Regions from separate parts of the Mus musculus genome. Here regions 2, 3 and 4 are each linked to region 1. Evidence: chromatin contacts called from public HiCAR-type and promoter capture Hi-C data. All regions are on one chromosome and are shown on one strand. The core of a region is the stretch at or near the end of the contact, and the rest is flanking DNA. Distances in the headings are between cores, read along the strand shown. Region 1 holds the start of 5530601H04Rik (RIKEN cDNA 5530601H04 gene). Region 2 holds the start of Ercc6l (excision repair cross-complementing rodent repair deficiency complementation group 6 like). Region 3 holds the start of Tent5d (terminal nucleotidyltransferase 5D). Region 4 holds the start of Itm2a (integral membrane protein 2A).

Evidence for each region. Promoter capture Hi-C pulls out the DNA fragments that hold promoters and counts their contacts. HiCAR-type assays count read pairs that join an accessible place to other places.
Region 2: a promoter capture Hi-C map of cranial neural crest shows a contact between it and region 1. The contact joins the promoter of Ercc6l here to the promoter of 5530601H04Rik in region 1. A contact is called at or near these places in 2 of 39 promoter capture datasets (cranial neural crest and liver).
Region 3: a contact with region 1 is called in a HiCAR-type map of astrocytes, with 11 times the contacts expected there. The contact joins the promoter of Tent5d here to the promoter of 5530601H04Rik in region 1. A contact is called at or near these places in 8 of 39 promoter capture datasets (the 3T3-L1 cell line, 3T3-L1-derived adipocytes, the C10 cell line and 4 more), 1 of 115 datasets of contacts at active chromatin or transcription factors (astrocytes) and 2 of 9 other capture datasets (adipose tissue and liver).
Region 4: a contact with region 1 is called in a HiCAR-type map of astrocytes, with 5 times the contacts expected there. The contact joins the promoter of Itm2a here to the promoter of 5530601H04Rik in region 1.

What each region holds. Positions count from the first base shown.
Region 1 is chrX:105,067,546-105,072,643 of GRCm38.p6, forward strand. 5530601H04Rik (RIKEN cDNA 5530601H04 gene) reads right to left here and starts at 2,579. Exons shown (of 5, transcript NR_015467.1): 1 at 2,455-2,579; 2 at 2,066-2,130; 3 at 919-1,083.
Region 2 is chrX:102,153,896-102,158,993 of GRCm38.p6, forward strand. Ercc6l (excision repair cross-complementing rodent repair deficiency complementation group 6 like) reads right to left here and starts at 3,196. Exons shown (of 2, transcript NM_146235.3): 1 at 3,013-3,196. The coding sequence starts at 3,080.
Region 3 is chrX:107,814,020-107,819,117 of GRCm38.p6, forward strand. Tent5d (terminal nucleotidyltransferase 5D) reads left to right here and starts at 2,458. Exons shown (of 6, transcript NM_001163104.2): 1 at 2,458-2,622. It overlaps 2610002M06Rik (RIKEN cDNA 2610002M06 gene), which reads right to left and starts at 2,315. Exons shown (of 8, transcript NM_025921.3): 1 at 2,116-2,315. The coding sequence starts at 2,131.
Region 4 is chrX:107,400,210-107,405,307 of GRCm38.p6, forward strand. Itm2a (integral membrane protein 2A) reads right to left here and starts at 3,151. Exons shown (of 6, transcript NM_008409.2): 1 at 2,897-3,151. The coding sequence starts at 3,007.

The sequences.
Region 1 (5,098 bases), core at 1,329-3,828:
CTAGGGTCCAACACAGCACAAGGCCTACAGTATGGTCCATGGACCAGCCTATGACTCAGACTATGCATGTGATATGTAAGTGCATCAAAGCCTCTGGAAAGTGCAGATTTACTGGTTAGTGAAGAGCTGGGATACTGGTTAGTGGTTTGCAAATTTAATTACATGTCAGAATCAACTGAAAAGTACATAAAACAGTGGCTGGGCCAGAAACCCAGTTTTGATGTAATGAGTCTAGGCTTATGGTGTTGTTGGTCTGGAATTCTGCTTGTAGAAACATTGGGTTAGAGATGAAGCTGGACTGAGACCATGCTGTATTTCTTTGTTGTTAAACTGCTTTGGTTTCTTATATTTAAGGAGTTCAGCTATCAGTCTGTCCAGGTCATTTGAATGTGGGAATACGGAGGAAGCCCTTAGCAGGGGTTAGTGTTTGCTAAATTACAAATGGATGCAAGCAGTCAGTAATGATTATGGCTCAAAACACACCGTGGCATGACATCTTACTTCCTCTAAGCAGCTTTTCCCAACTATAAGAAATGTCTGTCCTCAAAAAAATGTACCTACATTATATGCAAAATATAGTCCTAAATCTTAGTATTTACAACAAAGAAGACAAATTACTCTACAGCCTGTATCTGGAAAAGAGGAAGGTGCTGACTACAGAAAGAACTGCATCCTAGCCAACTACAAGCTGCCATCCAACACAATGGGACAAAAAAATGCCATTGTCTGCGACACAAACAGCTTGCTGGGGTGCCCTTAATATTCCAACTGAAGTCAAGTAGTAAAGTGTCTTTAAGCAGGAAATGCAGAAAAATGTCCACACTGTCCTTACATTACAGCAATGTGCCAATCCATTTACCATTCTCAACTCCCCCCTGCAACCGCAGCTCATGTTTCCCTGCCTACCTGGACACTTACCTTGCCTGAGTCTAGGTACACTTGTTTTGCCAGAAATCCAATTTTCTCAGATCACTTGGTCAAGTGTCCACAGGCATTAGCTTGGACTGTGAAACCTTGAATCTTACCATGGCTTCTTTCTGGAGATCTTTCTGTTTTTATTTCTCCTCATTATGCACTCCAAACCTAGAGAGAGAAACAGGCCAAAGGTGATGCTAGCATACACCTATAGTCTCAGGACATGGGAGAAGGATAGAAAATTCAAGGTTGAAGTCAACCTAAACTACAGGAAACCCTATAAAAGTGAGGGAGAGAGGGCGGGGGTGGGGGGACGACGGGACCCAGACTGGGAGGGAAGAGATGGAGAGAAGAGGGAAGTGAGAGAAGAGGAAGGTGATACAGAATAGGAAGGGACCAACAAGACAAGCATGAACTGTACCTGGGATAACTGGAAGGGTTCTAATTTTGCCCACAAACAATATGTCTGGGTTTATTTGATTCAATTTACCATGCTGTTGTCACTATTTCACAATGCTGAATCATCACAAGATTCTTTATAAAACACCTTCACAGTTACAGTGCAGCAAGGCCCCATCCCAAACTCTTAACCAGAATTAGAACTCTACTAGTATTCACGGATAGCACTGGAGCTCCGCTTGTACCACACTTACGTCATAGCAAAGGGAAGCCCACAGATGTCCAATCTGAAAGGATGAGATCCCAGGACCCAGAGAGAATGAAGACACGGTGGGAAAGCAGAAGAGAAAATGGAAGGGAATCAGGCATCCCCACCCTCAGGACGCTGGGACTAAGTCAGAGGAAGCCTTTAACTGGAATGCTCAAAGCCCTAACATGCACACACTGTTGTCCAAGATCTAGAGCTGGCACTTCTGGATCCACTGAACCCCTCTAGTCCAACTTTCTAGAACTACTAGAAATGATGCAGTAATCATCTGTACCTGAAGTCTTTTCAAAGTCATTAATTGCCACCATTCCTGATGTCCTCAATCATCATTTCTAAAGGAAGTAAGGTCTGACCACTTAGTTAAAATAAGGGTACTCCCTGCTGTATAGCTTGGCCTGTTTTACTTTCTATTACTCATGTTTATCTGAAATTAAGTCAACCATTTATTTATAGTCTGGCTCCAGATACTAGAATAAACAGTACCTGAGAAGCAAGTGGATGTGTCTCAGGTATCCAGGGTCTGGCAATTCATGGGCTCAGATGTTTTCCTGAATGAAAGGATGGATGGATGTCTAGACAGGTGTGTGGATTTATGCCCTTAGAATTCCAGTGCTAGATGCCCGCCCCCTCCCGTCCCCCGCAACCGCCCCCGAGCCAACCCCAGCCCTGACGAAACAAACTTCCCGCCAAACATCTTTCTGGCCCAGAAAACACAGCAGACTGGGTAATTCAGTACAGCCCAGTGCACATGTGCAAATAGGACAGGGACTGTTCCTTTTTGTGCTAAGGTCGGGAGACTAAGGTCTCCCCCGCTCCCCCCTCATCCCCCAGCCCCAGCCCCGGGTTTCATTTCCATCGATAAAGGCAGCCACCTCACACCGGTGCTGGAACAAAATTCTCAGGCCGTACTCTACCGCGGGTGAAGTTCCGTACAAACCGATAAACAAGAACAGGCTTCCCATCATCCCTGGCATCCTGAACACCGGAACCGCGACTTTAAAACAGCCGGAACTTCCTGCTGCTGCCATGGTTTCCAGACTCTAATTTGAAGAAACTAGGTGTCAATCAATTGCGAATTCACTTCCGGGGCAATCTCCGGAGCTAAACGGTGGGGCATCCTGGTCAGTCGGCTTTAGCCTTCCTTTTACATTTTGTCTCTTTGTACCTTCACTGGTCTCTTCCAGAACAAACAGCCAAAGTCGTGCATAAAGAAAACACACTCCCGGACTTTGTTTTTTACTTTATAAAAATAGCCGCTTGATGGCAGCATGATTTCACTGATGCGCTCAGACCCGCTCTTCCCCCGCCCTTTGTGTTTAGAAAAAACAACACCTCAGTCAAAAAACTACTTCCTTACAGAAATTTGGATCTTCTCTGGCATTTTATAGCCCCAGGTTTTCCTGATTCTAAGCCAATCTAATGACTGGAAAAAAATATTTTTAATGTGTTTCTTTGATTACTATTTCTTTATTTTGATACTGGCTTACTGTATACTTTCTCGGATATGCATTTGTTTTTTTGTTTTTTTGTTTTTTTTTTTTGTTTTTTTTTTGGTTAGGACAGCAATATCTCCCATAGAGTACAATTTTTATTTTTATTTTTTTTTAAAAATACAGCAGCTTATAATGGTAAATAAAAGCATGGAAGTTTAGTTTGTGCTTCTATTAATAATATGAGACTGCATACTTTCTAACCATTATAAATTAACTTTTCACATTTTAGAGGTTGGTAATTATAAAACAAAGGAACGAAATGGTTATGACCTCAGTGCTTTGAGCCTTGTTGCTTGCTATTCCAGAGGAACTGTTTCATTACAAGATGGAAGAGATGTCAAGGAATTCACTCCCATGCCATGCCTTTTAATAAAAATCGCCTAATCTTGTTTACAAGGGTTCTCCATCAAAACTTCTAAAGCCCATGCCTCCAAGCCTTACTGATTAAGTTCTGTGACCAAAATATTAATACTGTTGTAGCTAACTGCCATAAATTGAACATAAAACTATGTTAGCTGGTGCTCCACACTGCATGAACTTGTATAGAATAACTACAAGTTGGATAGTTTTGTTCCCATTTTACAAGTGAGTATGTGTGTGTGCATATATAAAATTATATATAACATACATAATTTTATATGTACAAGACTATTTTAAAATAGCATAATTAGGAATCAACTTAATTTATCACGTGTTGGAATTAAAAGTATTTGATGTTCTCTAGTTTTTCCTTCCTGAAAAGCAAATCTGTTCACTGGGTGCAAAAACACAGTAGCTGGAGTTCTTGTTTGGCCTCTTGGAATTAATTTTCTTACTTCATGGTAGATTATTAAAAGGCATCTGAAGAGAGACAGAAGGTGGAAAGAAAGAGAGGTTTGGTTTGACCTTAGGCAGGACCATGTTTAGTCACAGGAGGGAGCATCTTGTCACCCACATGAGCAATGGTGAAAATGCCTACAAGGGGAAATGGTTCTATGGGCCCCTTGTAGGGGCAGAGATGTCCAGATAGGAAGCTTAGAAGAATACTCTTTCAGCAGGAAACTTTCACTTCACACACTGGGAAAATTGCAGCAGCTCTTGATGGCAATAAGGCAGGATGGAAGTGGGATTCTGGACTATGACACAAAGTTAAGAGACAACACATCAAGTGGCCAATGTCCTGGTTAGGATTATGTAAACTTGACAAAAGCAACAGTCACCTGGGAACAAGGACTCTCAACTGAGAATATGCCTTTGTTAATTTGGCCTAGCAGCAATTCTGTAGGGCATTTTCTTGATTGATATTGATTTATTTATTAACCACCCCCTGGGCATGTGGTCCTTGGTGGCATAAGAAAGCAGACTGAGCAAGCCTAGGGGAGCCAGCCTGTGAGCTGGATTTGCTTTGGCTTCCGTTCCCACCTGTAGTTCCTGCTCTAACTTTCTTCAGTAATGGACTATGATGTAGACATAAATATAAAGGGAATGAGCCCTTTCCTGTCTGAGTTGCTTTGGTCCTGGTGTTTTACCATGTCAATAGAAACCCTGAGACAGCCAATAAACAAACATTTAGAAATTCTGAGAAACAGAATGAACAAACGTAAATGAGTGCCTATAAACTAAACTCTGAAAGCAATAATCACATAAGCCTCGTTATTGTCCAGCATGGAACATGTTTGGTAATTACATTATAGTACATGATATTCAATTCAAAAAGTGGGACTGGAGACATGGCTCAACGGTTAATAGTTATTTGGGGTTTCCAGCACCTATGGCTATAACTGTACAAACTTTCTGTGCCTGACCCAGATCTGAATAAAGACATTTATTCAGGAGACTTACATTTACTATAAGCTTTAGCACTAAAGCTGGGCAGATTCTCAGCTATTCTACCCAACAATACTGGCCTGGCCTATGACCTACCATGTGACTCCTTAGGAACCTCCCCTTTAGTCCCAACTTTCTTCTTCCTCCACTGGCTTGCAACTCTCCTGATTTGCTATTGGCCATTCAGCTCTTTATTGACAGGTGAATGTTTTTACAC
Region 2 (5,098 bases), core at 1,946-4,445, 2.9 Mb before region 1:
CAAAGGACTGACCAATAATCTCTTGAAGTTATAATCTAATAGTGGTATTGGGAGGCTGTGGGAATTAGAAGATGAGACCCAGGTGGAGGAAGCATGTGACTGCCATTGTGGCCAGGAGGGGTATACATTGTCCCAGATTACCCCTCTCTTCCTGCTTCCTCTGCCTTGCTACTCCCTCATGAAGCTTTGCCTTGCCCAAAGAAAGCCTAAAAGCAATGGAGCCAGCCAAACATGTACCACAACCTCAAAAATCACGAGCCTAAATAAATCTTAAGCTGTTTCCCCCACATATTCCGCTACAGCAACAGAAAGTGACTAACACAGAAGCAAACATGCTCTTCTGAGAGGTGTTCTCATCTAACCCCTTGATGAGGACAGAGAGTCTGACACCTAGCCCATTACTTCTCAAGATTATTACTTGGGCAATTAAATCTCCACCAGAGTTTTGGTGGAATCAAGTCATGGTGAAAACATAGCAATCTGGAGGCAGAGGCTATCAGATCTCTGTGAGTTCGAGGCCATCCTGCTCGACAGAGTGAGTTCCAGGACAGCCAGGGCTACAAAGAGAAACACTGTCTTGAAAAAAAGCCAAAAACAAACAAACAAAAAAACACAACAGGATCTCTCCATGTCTCTGAAAGGTAGTCAGTACCAGAAGGACGGTAGTAACTGGTAGCAGCAAGGCATATGGTACAACTATTGTGTTAAATGGTGTAAAGGGAAAGGATAAGAGAACCTCAAAAGGGCTGGAGAGATGGCTCAGGCATTAAAGGCTAGGCTCACACCCCAAAATATAAGAGTTTGGTTCCCAGTACCCACGGTTGTCTCTCTAGTCATCTATTTTGTCAGACACCGCATCCGTGCACACAGACCACTAATATAGATTAAAAAAAAAAAAAAAAACTGTTAAAAAAAAATGCCGGGGCTGGAGAGATGGCTCAGTGGTTAAGAGCACCAACTGCTCTTCTAAAGGTCCTGAGTTCAAACCCCAGCAATCACATGATGGCTCACAACCATCCGTCATGAGACCTCTTCTGATGTGTCTGAAGACAGCTACAGTGTACTTACATATGATAAATAAATCTTTAAAAAAAAATGCCTTCAGAGCCTGGCGTGGTGGTGCACGCCTTTAATCCCAGCACTCGGGAGGCAGAGGCAGGTGGATTTCTGAGTTCAAGGCCAGCCTGGTCTACAGAGTGAGTTCCAGGACAGCCAGGGCTACACAGGGAAACCCTGTATCGAAAAACCAAACCAAACCAGACCAAAAAAACAGCAAACAAACTGTTTATTTCAGGCCAGAAGTTGCATGAACTTCTTGAGTTTCACTGACTGAGCACTCTTCTCATCCTAAATCCAAACAATGAGCCTAAGAAAACCACCTTAGAATTTCAGTTGTAAAGGAGCATCCTTGGAGAAAAACAAGTAAGCCAGCTCGTCTATTTTTTAATTTAATTACATTTTAAGAGTGATTTAATCTTTAAGCCTTATAGTAAATTACATCCTTTGTGATATTAAACTTGGAAAGCCACTTACTTTTTTTATAGTGGTGGCCACTGTGAAGACCCCCGAGAGTCAACTCTCTTGTGAAGCATACGCCCATGGGCTGTCTTACAAGACTCCAGGTTTATTTAGAGACTCATTAACTTTGCTTCCCTCTGGTATGTCTTGAAATTCTTTTCTCCATTTTTATCTAAGAGGAGGTCCCTCGAGGGAAAACTCTACTTAGAGTACTGGTGGCTCTGTCCACTGACTGATCGTTGATTCACTGGAACATGGTGCTATGTACCTGTAATTCCATCACTATGTGGACTCAGAGAGAAGGATAGAGTTCAAGAGCAGCCTGCCTCAAAAAAAAAAAAAACAAAAAAAAACAAAACCTATGCCTGGCAGTGATGGCGCTAGCCTTTAATCCAAGCACTGAGCAAAAGTTAGTGGTATGTGGGTCTCTGTGAGTTCAAGGCCAGCCTGATCCACACAGAGAAACCTTGTCTCCAAGGAAAAAAAACCCTACAAGTTAACAACATAAATCTACATACTGTAGAGAGGACTCTGTAGTTAAGAGGACTAGGTGCTTGCTCTTTCAGAGGACTCTGGTTCAGTTCCCAGCACCCACATGGTGGCTCACAACCCTCTGTATCTTCAGTCTCAGGAGGGGATGGCACACACCCCATTATAGTTGTGATCTTTTTTCCTCTACTTAGGGGTGGTTTTGAGCAACCTTTTCATGTGCCTGTTTGCCATTATGTGTTTTTTAAGAGAAATGTCTACAAATCCTTTGCTAATATTTTATGTAGTCTTTTAAAAATTATATAGGCATAGACGGGTGTTTTGCATATGCGCGCGCGGGGCGGGGGTGGGGGGGCGCATGTACATCACATAGGTACCAGAACATAGGATCCTGTAGGACTGGAGTTACATAATGGTTGTGAGCTACTATGTGGGTGCTGGGAATTGAACCTGGGTCTTCTGGAAGAGCAGTCAGTGCTCTTAACCTCTGAGTCATCTCTCCAGCCCTGCACTACAATTTTTAATAGTTAAATATTCCAACCTAGGCATCTGGTGAAAGCGTATTCATTCACTGGGCTTAATGGTTCCTTTGGGGGCATATGTCTTCCCTTCGTAACTGGACCCCCTTTCTTTTAATGGCAGCACTCTGGTCGGGAAATAAAACATTTTACAGCATCCATCAAACACCATAAAGTATTTCTGTTTCAGATCCCATTTTCACTACCCAATTGCTAACAACTTAGGGACTATTTTTCCTCTTTTCTCCCAGGTCTGGCGGTTGGCGAGTTAGAAAGACTCAAAGATTTCATCAGTTAATTAAAATTCAGGCTCTTAAAGAGTTCATACTCAAGAGTTATTTGACTTACGAGTGACTTGGCAGGGCGAGCTCCCCGAAATAGAAATCTGGTCAAAGCCACAGCAGATCCTAGGGGGAGGTGGGAGCCACTCCACCTCAACCCCAGGCCAGGGACTGCAAGTTCGACCCGTCCGGAGACCCAAACATACCTCAGGTAACTCTCGGCCAGTTGTGGGCTCAAAGTCTCCACTTCCGCTAAGCCTTGGGAAGCCTCCATGGCCAGGGAATCCGGAGAGCCCAGGAAAGGAGACTCCCAGTTAAAACCGCGCTTGAATTTCGCTCGCTCCCGCCTTACCCAGGCTGGGCTCACGCACTAGACTGGTAGAGCCAACTGCCCGCCTCGCGGCGGGCCAATCCGGGATCTGGCGCTCGAGCGCGGTTTCCTGAGCCCCGCCCAGGAAGGTCTTGCGCCTGCGCCCTCGAGCACTGGCGCTAGCTAGCTACGTTAGCTAGAGTGGCCTTACGTTTTGGGTTTTTTTTTTTTTTTTTTTGGAGGGGGGGGGGGCTGCTGATTCACGTGACCGGTGGTGGTTTCAGTTCCGTCCTAACTGCGTGGCGGTGAGTGTGAATGTTGAGTAATGAGAGCGAAGGGAAGGAGTTAAGAGCGTGAGTAAAATGCGCGCTTGTTTCTCTTGTCCTTGTGAGTGGAGGCTGTCTTATTGTACTGGCCCATAGAGGTCTCCATTGCCCCCTTTTCCTCCCCGCCAGTGCCTGGCACTGAACATACTTGGAATTCACACACCTAGAAGTGCAATCCTGCAACTTAAAGCTGACACTGAAGAAGGATTTTCAAAGACAAAGCCTAAGCCGCTCGTGGTGGTGCACACCTCTGATAACAGTGCTTAGGAGGCAGAGGCAGGAGGATCTCAAGATCTAGTCCAGACTGAGCTTGCATATAAACAAGACCCTGTCTCAGAAGTACACACACAAACACACACGCCCTTATTTACGCAATACCAAATAGAGTAGAGGTTATTTATGTATTTGAGAGGTTGGGAAGGGGACATGATAAGAGTTGAATGGGAATGAATGGCTTACAGATTACTCATATATGAAATGATGAAAAAATTAAATGTAAAAAAATAATAATAGCTAGATTTGGTGGCACAAGCCTGTTGGGTTTCAGATCCGGGACAAGTAGCTGAGGTGCATATATAACATACCAAAGTGGACCTGGCCTTCAGGTTCTCCCACCATCCTTCATCCTTGTTACAGGGCATGACTGGCAAACCCCACCCTCTACACTGAACTTTCCAACCCAGAGGCTGGGCCACCCAGCAGCTCTTCATTATGTAATACAGACCTTTTTGGTTTTCCCTCTCTTTTCTCTCTGCATGCCTGCTTTCTCTCTCCCCCTTCTCTGCCTATCTTTCCATGGTGACTTCACTGACACCCCCCTCCTGTATGGTGAATGAACCTGCCTGGAGGCTGCCCCCAATAAACCTGCCTTTATACTTTAATTTGGCCTGAATTGGCTTATTTTGTTCGTGGAGATACCAAAGCCTAGGGTTCCAGCACCTTTGAGGTTGACGCAGAAGGATTACAGATTCAAAATCCATTCAGGCCAACCCAAGCCACTTAGTGAGACCCTGTGAGTGCTGGGGCTATATCTCAGTAGTAGAGCATTTGCTTAGCTCTGTGACTCTATGGCTTCTTTCATTTTGTGAAGATAAACAAATAAGTGCAATTATAATGTGGTTATCCCCTTCAGAAGTTCTAGTTAAGATGCAGTCATTTTCAAAGGCAAAGCTCAGGCCTTAGGGAAATGGAAAAGATACATAAGAGGTCGAGAGCCAACAAAAATTATTCTGGTTTATATATTACTAAGAAAGCCACTCCTGAAGCCCAGAACTCTGGAAACTGAGATAGGATTATGATGAGTTCGAGGCCAGCAAGGACTCAAAACATACTGATGGGGACATGGACATTGTGATTCCCTGAGAAATGGACCCCAACATAAGAGACACTTGCACCAATATAATAAACTATTTGGAATAAGACTTCCATTTTGAGCTGGGCAGTGGTGGTACACGCCTTTAATCACAGCACTCGGGAGGCAGAGGCAGGCAGATTTCTGAGTTCGAGGCCAGCCTGGTCTACAGAATGAGTTCCAGGACAGCCAGGGCTATACAGAGAAACCCTGTCTCAAAAAACAAAAAAAACAAAAATCAAAAAAGACTTCCATTTTGAGTAGTGGTCAATTAAAGTTCAAGTGCCTAAGACTTCCCTGGGAAC
Region 3 (5,098 bases), core at 1,208-3,707, 2.7 Mb after region 1:
ATCAAGTTAAACCTTACTACTTTACATAATAGATGAAAGAGTAGGCCATTGTTATTAGGTACAGATGTACTTATATTAATTTTTTAAGAAGTATTATACAATATAGTGTTTTGGACCTGACTTAGCTATAGTAAATACACAACAAGAACACCCAGAAGTTATGGTTAGCTGTACACTACCTAGACAAGTTCAAGCCCATTAAAATCCAAGCACTGATAAAAGAGGAGAAGGACTACTCAGGCCCCACCTCTAGCTGAGGAGGTACTAGCAACTGAGGCTATTGCAGTTGGGGGAAATCACTTTTCTTCAAATGGTTGCCCATGCCTGAGTGGACGTGGACGAGCCTACAGCCATGTAAATAGGAGCAGCACTTGACTGGACTCTGGGAGTTAGAAAATGAACATGTTAAAACTTTTCATTGAAAAAACAGTAACAGCCAGCCGGGCGTGGTGGCGCATGCCTTTAATCCCAGCACTTGGGAGGCAGAGGCAGGTGGCCAGCCTGGTCTACAAAGTGAGTTCCAGGACAGCCAGAACTGCACAGAGAAACCTTGTCTCAAAAACAAAGAAACAAACAAACAAAACCAAAAATGAAAGAAAGAAAGAAAAAATAGTAACTACATATTTTGTTACTGGGAATACAAGGCAGGCTAGACAAAGTAAAAATAGCCTGCTTCCATATTTTCAGAACATGAAATAAAAGCTTTTGAAGCTACTGCCTCTAATCCTTTCAAATTTTCTAGGAAAAAAAAAGAGAGCTAATAATTTTAAAGCTCTTCAAATCTCTAATACTTCAGATTATGTTCAAAAATACAATTCAGTAGGCACTACCATTTCTTTTTACTTTAAAAATGCCTTTCTAGGGTTGAAAGGTGAGACAATATGCTTCCCAAATGAGTCAAGTGGGTGACAGAGGATGAACACCATGCCTTAATTCAGAAAACTGTTGTTTCAAGGAACTTGGGAAATAAAACTGATATTTTGACTCAGAGTTCAATAAAGTGCTTGTCACTTTATGCTAATATTAAAACTATACTACAGTCACTATTTTTTTTTACATGCAGTAGAAACAGGACCTCTCTTGGTCATCTTTTCATGATCTGCACCTTTCCTCCAGGCTAGCACTTTAATGTACAGCATATCCTGACTAGTGCTGCAAGATTTACTGGATGACATAAAATTGAACCCATCAAAAAACCATTTTTACCTGTACTTCAGGCTTATAGACTAATAGCGCCAAAAGAGCTTAACACGAGCTACAGAACAGTTACCATAACCCATGGTTTATCTTTTTGCTATCTTGGAGTTGAAGAAAAAGCAATTTATTTTATTTTTCTCTAAAGCCAACCCCTGGAAGGAGCAAAAATTACAGCAACATGGAGCTTCTGTGATGGAATTTAAGTAGTGAAAAAGAAAAAGAAAGCCAAATTGTGTTCATGACGTCACCAGGAAGCTTTATTCTTAGCCCCTACTAATTGCCCAAGTGGCCAGACAGGTTTGGCTGATGGACTTTATGGCTTCAGGAATAACCTGAATTTCCTCAAGTGTTAAATTAGAATGCAGCGGGAACAGAAAGCGAGCACAGTTAGTTCGGAGGGTTCGTAGCAATCGCTCAACCTCATCACCAGTCACCTGCAGTCATTAAAGGGCAGTTCGCCAAAAGCAGTTTGTCCACGTACGCTTTGAGAACCTACACCTCCGCCTGGAGCCATAGGCAAACTCCAGTCGCCTCCCCTAGGTCCTGGCACCATTCCCTGTCAATTTCAAAGAGGCCAAAAATTCACTGATAAGGCAGGTGACAGAAATCCTCAACAAGGGGCGGTACGGGCTCAATTATCTCTGTCTGTCCACTGGCTCCTCTGACCCTCCCCACATTCGAGGATGGCAGCGGAGGCGGAGGCGGCGGCCGCAGCGAGGAGGAGGGTGAAAAATAAAAAAAATAAAAAAAAGGCCAACCCCAGGCCGCTGGAGCCTACCCATCCGCATCACAGCTCCCTCGCCCCACGTGCGGGCCCAAAGGGTCAAGCCCCTGGGCGTGTCCCCAGCACCCCTGCCTTCGCCCCCCCCTCCCCAGCCCCCAAGGCCCTGGTAGCATCTTGACCAACAGAAAGGATACTCTCCATGTTCGACATGATCTCTCGAGTTCACCGGGCGGGAGGAGGGGGAGGGGCAGGTAACACGCGGGACAGGGGCTGGACCCGCGAGTTGTGGGTCGCTTGGGCGCGCGGAGGGTGGCGGTTGTAGCGGGTTTCGAGGGATCCTAGCCCACTTCCTGTTTCGGTTTAGAACCCGTGGTGGGTGGAGTCCCACGAGCTAGAGAGGCGGGACTGGGACGACGCCAACATGGCTGCAGTGAGTCGCTTCGGTTAGGATGGCTCTGGTCGCTTGGGGGCGGTGGAGTCCGAGAGCTGAAGCTTAGGTCCCTCCCACTTAGATGCTTCACGTGCGCTCAGGATAACTGCGCTAAACCTGGTCCGGCATCCCACCGGACTTCTAGTTCTTTCTTTTGTCAACCTGGACGCCGCTTAGCCTTCCGCCCACCTCGTACCTCAGATTTCACACAGTCCTGGTCGTCCCTCATCCCTTTCTCTCAGAGCTTAAGTCTTAAAGGGTGAAGACAAAGGTATAGGACTTTTAAAGTACTTTTTAAAAATTCTGACAGTGTAAAAGAACGGCTCGAGGGGTTAGTGTGGTGGGTAATGTTGAGGTTTTTTAAACAATCTTGAACCTTAGAGTTGTAGGGTTGAAGGGGAAGGAGGAAAAGTCCGGCTCTACTTGAGAGGTAATGTTGCTTCGAAATTTTTTCTCATATTAGTTGGTTTAATTTTATTTTTCTTAAGCACAGCTGATGTATGGTCTAAAATTAATATAAAATCTCTATAATGGGTGGGAGCAGTAATGGGGGTGGTCGTAGATAGAGCTTGGCGTATTTTACGTTCCTTTGACTTTCAGAAATGTCCAGAGGTGGATTTATTAGAAGCACTCTCTGGACTTAGGAAAAGAGGGAATTTTAAGCAGATTTGTGGCATTTCAATTTTAGTGTCATAGAAATTACATATATTACTCTGAAAGTTAGTGTAATTGTCGTAATTGCTAAATCTCAGAAGTTTGTCATTTACCTCATTCTTAAATTCAACCTGTGGAATTATGTGCACAATGCCATACACTTTTTATCCTTAGGATTATTTCTTTTTTTTTTTTTTAACAAAACTGGCTTTAAAAGTGAATATTTTATTATTTTGTGTTAATGATAGTTGGTAAAAAGCTTCAGACTGTTTTCTAACTGTCCGTGTTTCATTAAAAGAAAAAGAGAACCCTTGCTCAATACAAAGTTCTGGGAAGTACAGTCTAGAAATCATTTCAATAGGCAGAACCGTGTAAAGGTTATTTTTAGGTTTGCATCTCACTTTATAGTTGGAGAACAAGACTTATGAAACTGAAAGCTTTGGAAATTTCATCAGTTCTCTGTGTGCCTTAAACAGTTGCCTTCATTGCTGGAAAACTACCTTTGGGGGTTAAAGGTAAAGATATCTGTCTGGAAAGACTTTCCCTTAGCACTTACTATTTTTAACATCATTCCTTCAGTAAAACCATAAATACTAGAACAACCTACCAAAACTTAAACATATGTGAGTTTTAAAATGCTGTTGTTAGAGTTATAGGTATGCAATGTATAAAAATAAACGTTAAATTAAAATTTTTTTCAAACGATAAACTTTTTCAAGAAGTATCTCTTTTATAAGGTCCTTGTTTATAGAGAGTGTTTGCTGCTGCTGTCTGTCTTAAGTAAAAAACAAAACAAAACTGTTATCGTCTGTACTAAACACCTAGAAGGTATTTTACGTTTATGAGGTCTTTTATGTTTTAAATCCCAAAGTTAACTTCATATTTTCTTGACTATCTGATTTTAATCATGGTCAGTTTTATAATTGAGTCAGTTACATGAATAAGTATTTTAAGTGAAAATATTTATAAAATAATCTTTAGATCCTAGACACTAAATATTAATATTTGTTTTGACTGCTTTGTGACAATGCTTTTGTGGCTTTTTAGCAAAATTTACTAAAGTGACTAGAAAATGTAATGGTTTATTGAAACTAAGCTCCATTGCAGGAAAGAATAGGAATGCACCAGGAATGGGAATAGTGTATCTCTTTATAATTTTTCTCAGATTTCCTGTTCTTGTTATAACATCAGGTGGATAATCTGAACTTCTTTAAATTATGATAAAATAAATTCAGAGATGGACCCAAAGGTCAATATTTTTCCTCTATTTACATAGTATAATTGGATATTCAAGTATATAATAATAAATTCTTTATTGAATTAATACCTTAGTTGAGAAGAAATTGAACTGTTTATAAAGGATCTCATAATTACTTCATATAGTAGTTCATATTCTGTAGTAACCTTAGCAGGTATTGTTGACATCTTTACCCATAAGAAAATAGTGACAAAAATAATAAGAACAACAACCAAAGCTTTTAAAAGATGATTTGCATAAGCATGTTTTGAACAAATAGCCTTGTTACAACCTGGTCTCCTAGGTTTCTAATGCACTTCTTTTGAATATGTACAACAGGCTAGCTGTACAGGAGTTCAGGAGAAACAAATTGTCTTAACTGGTGTGCAATCTTTACAGCTTCTCTATGGAGAAATAACTTCTGTTTTGGAAATGCTAGAGAAGTATAAAGTGAGAAGCGTTCTAGTTCGTAATAGGAAAAACTTTTTGTTCTGCCATTTCAGATTTCATTTGCAAATTGTACTAGCAAAGAACTATTCAAGTAACTGATGGAAGAGATTAGAGGAGCTACTGAAGAGATAAAGGTCTATTTGCTAAGGCAAATAGAGGAGCAGATGAAAAATAGTTTAAACAGAAGCAATATGTTCAGGTGTGGTGTCCCAGGCCTAGAAACTTAGCACTCAGTAGTCAGAGCCAAGAGAAGTGCTGCTATTGAGGTCATCCTGGTCTAAATACGAAGGCCTAGGTCAGCCAGAAGTACATAGTATGATGATTTAAAAAAAATATTCGCCTGAAAGAAATAAAATTAGCAAAACTAATACAAACAAAAGGAATAGGTCTGATTGGTTGACATAGG
Region 4 (5,098 bases), core at 1,901-4,400, 2.3 Mb after region 1:
GCAACAGTATTTTTAACTATAGATATGATATAGTATAGCTTGTCTCTAGAAAGTATGTTCTTTAAGTGATTGGAACTAGGTTTTTTTTTTTGTGAACACTGGCTTTCTAGAATATAGAAATAGACTCTTAGCTATTTGTTTTGAAATCAGTTTATTAAGTTAAAAGAATGTTAGTAACCTTCAGTTTGTTGGCTTTATTGTCAAGTTGGAAAAGAGTTATTACCTTTCATTTTAGAAATTGATTAATTACTATTCTTAATTTTATTAGTAAGTATACTGCTTGCTGGCATTATCCATTCCTCTGTAGACTACACTAATGTTATTTTCCAAGTCTTAGATTAAACACTAGTTGTGAATGTAGAGAATATGCTACATACAAGAGCTGTCTGTGAAGCAGTAATTTAAACATTCTATGAAATCAATAATTTTCTGATGAATTCTCAAAAGAAAGATCCAAAACAAAAAGGAAGCAATTAATTATAGGGCATGGAGCTGCAAGGCGTGCCATTTTAAATTTGCATGTCACAACATACTCCTCGGCCACATTACATCTCGACGATAGAATTAGTGAAGTCAGGCAATCTCAGCCCTGATAACCCAAGCTGATATTAAACAATTATTTTCGTTGGCCTTCCATTGGAGTTTTTCATGAAATTGCTATAATACTTGGATATTTAACTGCCCTTATATTAAATTTGGTAAAAAAAAATGCTTGTTAATATGGAATAAGCATGGGTAGAAAATCATTTGATAATTTTGTTTTCAAAATAAAGATTTTTTTTTAATTTAGAGGTCAAAATTTGAGATTCATATTTTTAATAAAATTTATTTAAGCTTATTTCATCAGTTAGATTCTACACATACTGAAATGTCTTAATTATTTTCCTTAAAAGTCTATATAATACTGAACACTACAGAAACTGAACTTTAAATTTTGATTGGAAACTACTGTCATAGAACTGTGGGATCTCAGGAGACATTTTGTATAATTAAATTTAGGTGCGGAAATATGAAATGACTTGCTAAAAGGCACATAATAGCTTAATTTGAAATTCTCTGAGCAATGAAATTTTTTGTTATTGAGACAGAAGAACAATTTGAACTGTAATTTCATATCTCTTTTCCAATAATTCAGGAAGTTTATTGTTTAGTATGGCTAAAGTATGAGGGTCTCGGTTTCACTAGAGGTCCCTATTTAGGAGGAACAAGGATTTCTTTTGTTTTCGTTTAACTTTGTGAGATTCGGTGTAGTTGAACGAATTGATTATCATAGCTAATTTCTTTTTGAAGTGTATTTTAAAAGTTACTGTATATCACTTGCCAATATCAGTCCAATGTGTTCATTCTCTGTTGATCAGACCTAATCCATATATCGCAAAGTAATGTGTCATGTTTTACTGACAAAGGGGGCCAGGACAGGATTCTATTGCCGCTTCTCTGAAACCTAACAAAAAATATAATCAAGTGAAAGGTTTGTTTTTATTTAGTCCCCATCACACCACAGGACTGGCAGAAGTATTACATATTAATTGAATCTTTCTACAAGTCATGAAGTTTTTGGTGGCGAGGGGAAAAAAGGATTACTGTGTGGCTATTTTTAACAACTGGCATCTCCTTAGACCTCCCCTCAAATCTGGCCGTGTTTCATTTACAAAGTTAGTAGGAAGACAACTACATATTTTTGACCTTGTGTCATTTAATTAAAACCTCAACAATGCAAGGGGGGTGTTACTTTTGAGTTCTAAAATGTGTGATACACAAAAGCTAGTTTGATTGCAGTTAAATATCGGAAGTTTCCATGATGAAAGTTCTGCGGCAGCGCACATTGGCATTCCAAATTGTATGCATAATTATGTTTTACTATATGCATTCAGATGTCACTCAAAGCACTTTTCAAATATCCAGTCTGAACCTAGAAGAGAAAACTCTCTAAAGACACCAGGACAAGTTAAGGCAGATCGAGCTCCAGTACTGCAGATTCCACAGAAGTAGAAGAAAATATTATCACTTTTTCAAACTAAGATTTAACTGAGGAAAAAGAGTTTATCGACACTACAAACATGGTTGGCATTAAAAGGAAATATAAATTTGTCTAGATGAACAACCTAGGAAGAGAGAACTTCTCCAGTGCCTGGAAAATGAATTGTTTAAATAGCAACATGGATATGCTTCACATGGCTATATGAGGGATATTGCTAAAAAAATAATAAAAAGTAAAAAATAATAACAACCAAAACAATAAGATCTCAAATTTTATTTTTAAACGTGATTTATCAAGAATTAAAACCAATATATGTTTTAATAGCTCCATTATCTAACCCTTAACACTAACTAAAATTGTGTGTGTGGGGGGGTGGTGTGCGCGCGCGCGTGCACAGACACACACGCGCGCGCGCGCGCGCTCATGCGCGTGCAGAAACACACTTTCCCCAGAACATACAGTTTGGAGTTCAGGCTGCCCCTTGCCTCCATTCAACCGCCACAAAAGCAGTCCTACAAAGACAGAGATTCATATAACTTTACCCATGTCAAAAATAAAGAACAGTTAAGTCTCTTGCCCTTGTTCACTCCGTGTGGCTGCTCGGCCCCTGTAGCTATAATTGCTTCTCTGGATAATTCCATAACCCATTTCTCAGAACAAATGACATGCAGGAATTTCTTCAAACTCCTTCCAACAACTTCCCTGGGGTAGGTGGTGTTAAGCGATAGAATCGCATGGATGCAGAGGGAATAAGTTGAAGCAGAGTAAAAGGTGACCCACTCAACTCAATGCAGATTGGCCTGCCTGGAACTCCGCTGCAGGGCAGCCAACAGTTTACTCTCTGCACCTGCATATTCCCCCTTTTCTCTCCATCCCCAAACCCCAGAAGACAGAGGTGGGCCCAGTGGGAACTACCTTGCCAGTCAGGATTTGAGCTCGGACAGTGCGACTGACGAGCGCCTCTACATCTTGCCGCGCCTCCTCCTTTTGCACCGCCGTAGGGGTGTTGAAGGCGATCTTCACCATGGTGAATCTTCGGGCTGCGCGGTAAGGCGCGGCTCGAATCAGTATCTTGGGCTGCAGGTTGAAAGAGGAGAGGATCGCGCTTGCTTGAGCAGCACTTAGTGTCTCCTCTCCCAGTCTTCCACAGGCAGCAGCGAGCTCAGGTCTGGGCTTACTTATGACGCAGTCCCAGGCTGGGTGGGAGAGGGTGGGCGGGGCCAGGGAGGTGCTGAGGGAGGAGCGGGAGGGGGCCCGAGCTCTGCAGTGCAACCGAGTGGGGGTGGGTAGCTGCTTAGTTGGAAAGAGAGGGGAACTGGAGCTGATGGCCGGCTTAGGGTAGACATGCCTCACCTGCACCCCAGGCATGCTCCTACTGCCTTCTGCACCCTCAGATAAGAGCAAGGCAGGAAGGAAGCTTGCCTGTCGTGTCTTTCTGCTTCTGTCTGGACCACAATAGCCCCTGACTCTGTTTTCCCAAACTTGGGCCTGGCCCCCCGCGGGGCCAGGGACTGTAACTTGGAGCCAACCCAAGGTTTCTGAGTTCTGCAACCCACCCAGGCCAGAAAGCACAGTTCCCTGACTGTTCTACACCTTTAGACTATCTTCCGTTTAAAGAACACCCAGAAGTCAGTTTGTAGTTGCTTGTTTCATAGTCCAACATTGTTTTTCCTTTCATGCTTTTTGTTTTCTTTTATAATTTTATTTTTCCAACTTAAAGCAATGTTAGATGAGGAAGACGGGGCTTTTGTCTCCCTAACTCCTCATTTTGCAGACAGGACATGATAAGATCCAGAGAAGGGAGGGTAGAAAGCTCTTTCCTAATGAATCAGTGAAATAACCCAGATTTCTTTCTCCCTGATCGGGATAGCCAGAGTAAGGTCTCAGCCCAGAGCCTGTTTCTCTTCAGCCACCAGCTGTGTAACCAGCGGGGGGTGGGTAGGGGGAAGCAGGGGTGTGTGTACCTATGTGTTCAGGGATGTAGGGCATACACAATATAACCAGATGCTGGTGTGGCTCTCATAGGAAAACTATCTGACGGACTGGCTTACAAAGCATTGTGAAGATTTACATGGATATCCGTCTAGTAGAGTTAAAGTGTTTCTTCAGTCAGCTCTCTTAAACTGGTGACATAAAGAGCCTAACTAATGAAATTCAAGCTGTGGTGGCTGGTGATTTAGAGTTGGTGGTAGAGAGTTTATAAATAGTCTTGCTACATAAAACAGAATAGAGGTCTGTTGTATGAAGGGAGCAATACAAAACAAAGCCCCAACAAAACAAAACAAAACACCGTTTTACTAGAGAATTCCCCACCTACTCATCAACTTAACTGAACAGACTTGAATATGCTGAGTTGCTTCCCTTCTGTCCAAGAAATTCTAACTTGGAGTTTTTCCCATGGAGATTGTTTTGCCTCTAAAGCCCTCTCCTGTCTTGACTGTGGGGGCTTTGCAAAGACAGAGTTCATATTCTCTGATAGGTCACAGATGGGAAGGTGGATGGAGAGGAACAGTAAGGAGCTTGTGCCTTGCACAGGGTCAGGACCTTAGAAGCAGGATGTCAGAGTTTACTTAGAAATACTGGCATCTTTTGCTCTTTCACTTTTTACCTAAGTCTGACTATCATAATTCAACATTTGTCAGGCAATCCTTAGTTTTGGCATAGAAAACCTCAGTTTTCCCGGTATGTTTCTCTTTTCAGTTGCCCTCTGTTGGGATTCACCTTTATGACCACTTAGTTAGGATCTGTACTACACTGACCCACACCACCTGCATCACTGAATGCATACCTATTTCCACACACTTACCTACTAAATGCAAGCAGCTGATCAGATAACAAGATGCTATTTTCTGTCCTGAAATGCGGTAAGGCAGGAGGAGCAGGAATTTTTTTTTCCATTTGTTCAAAGAAGAGACCCAAACTCTGATAACTACCAAAGAGAACGTTTGGTCACTTGCTTGGTATGTAGCATTAGGTAAACTACCTGATCTCCTTAGGCACCATTTTTCCTCCTCTGAATTGTGCTGTTGGGAGATCATGTATGAGAATGCAGGAAGAAGTCCACATTGTATTATTCAGAAAAGTAAAAGAAAATGACATGGTTGGTTACCCTAGGAC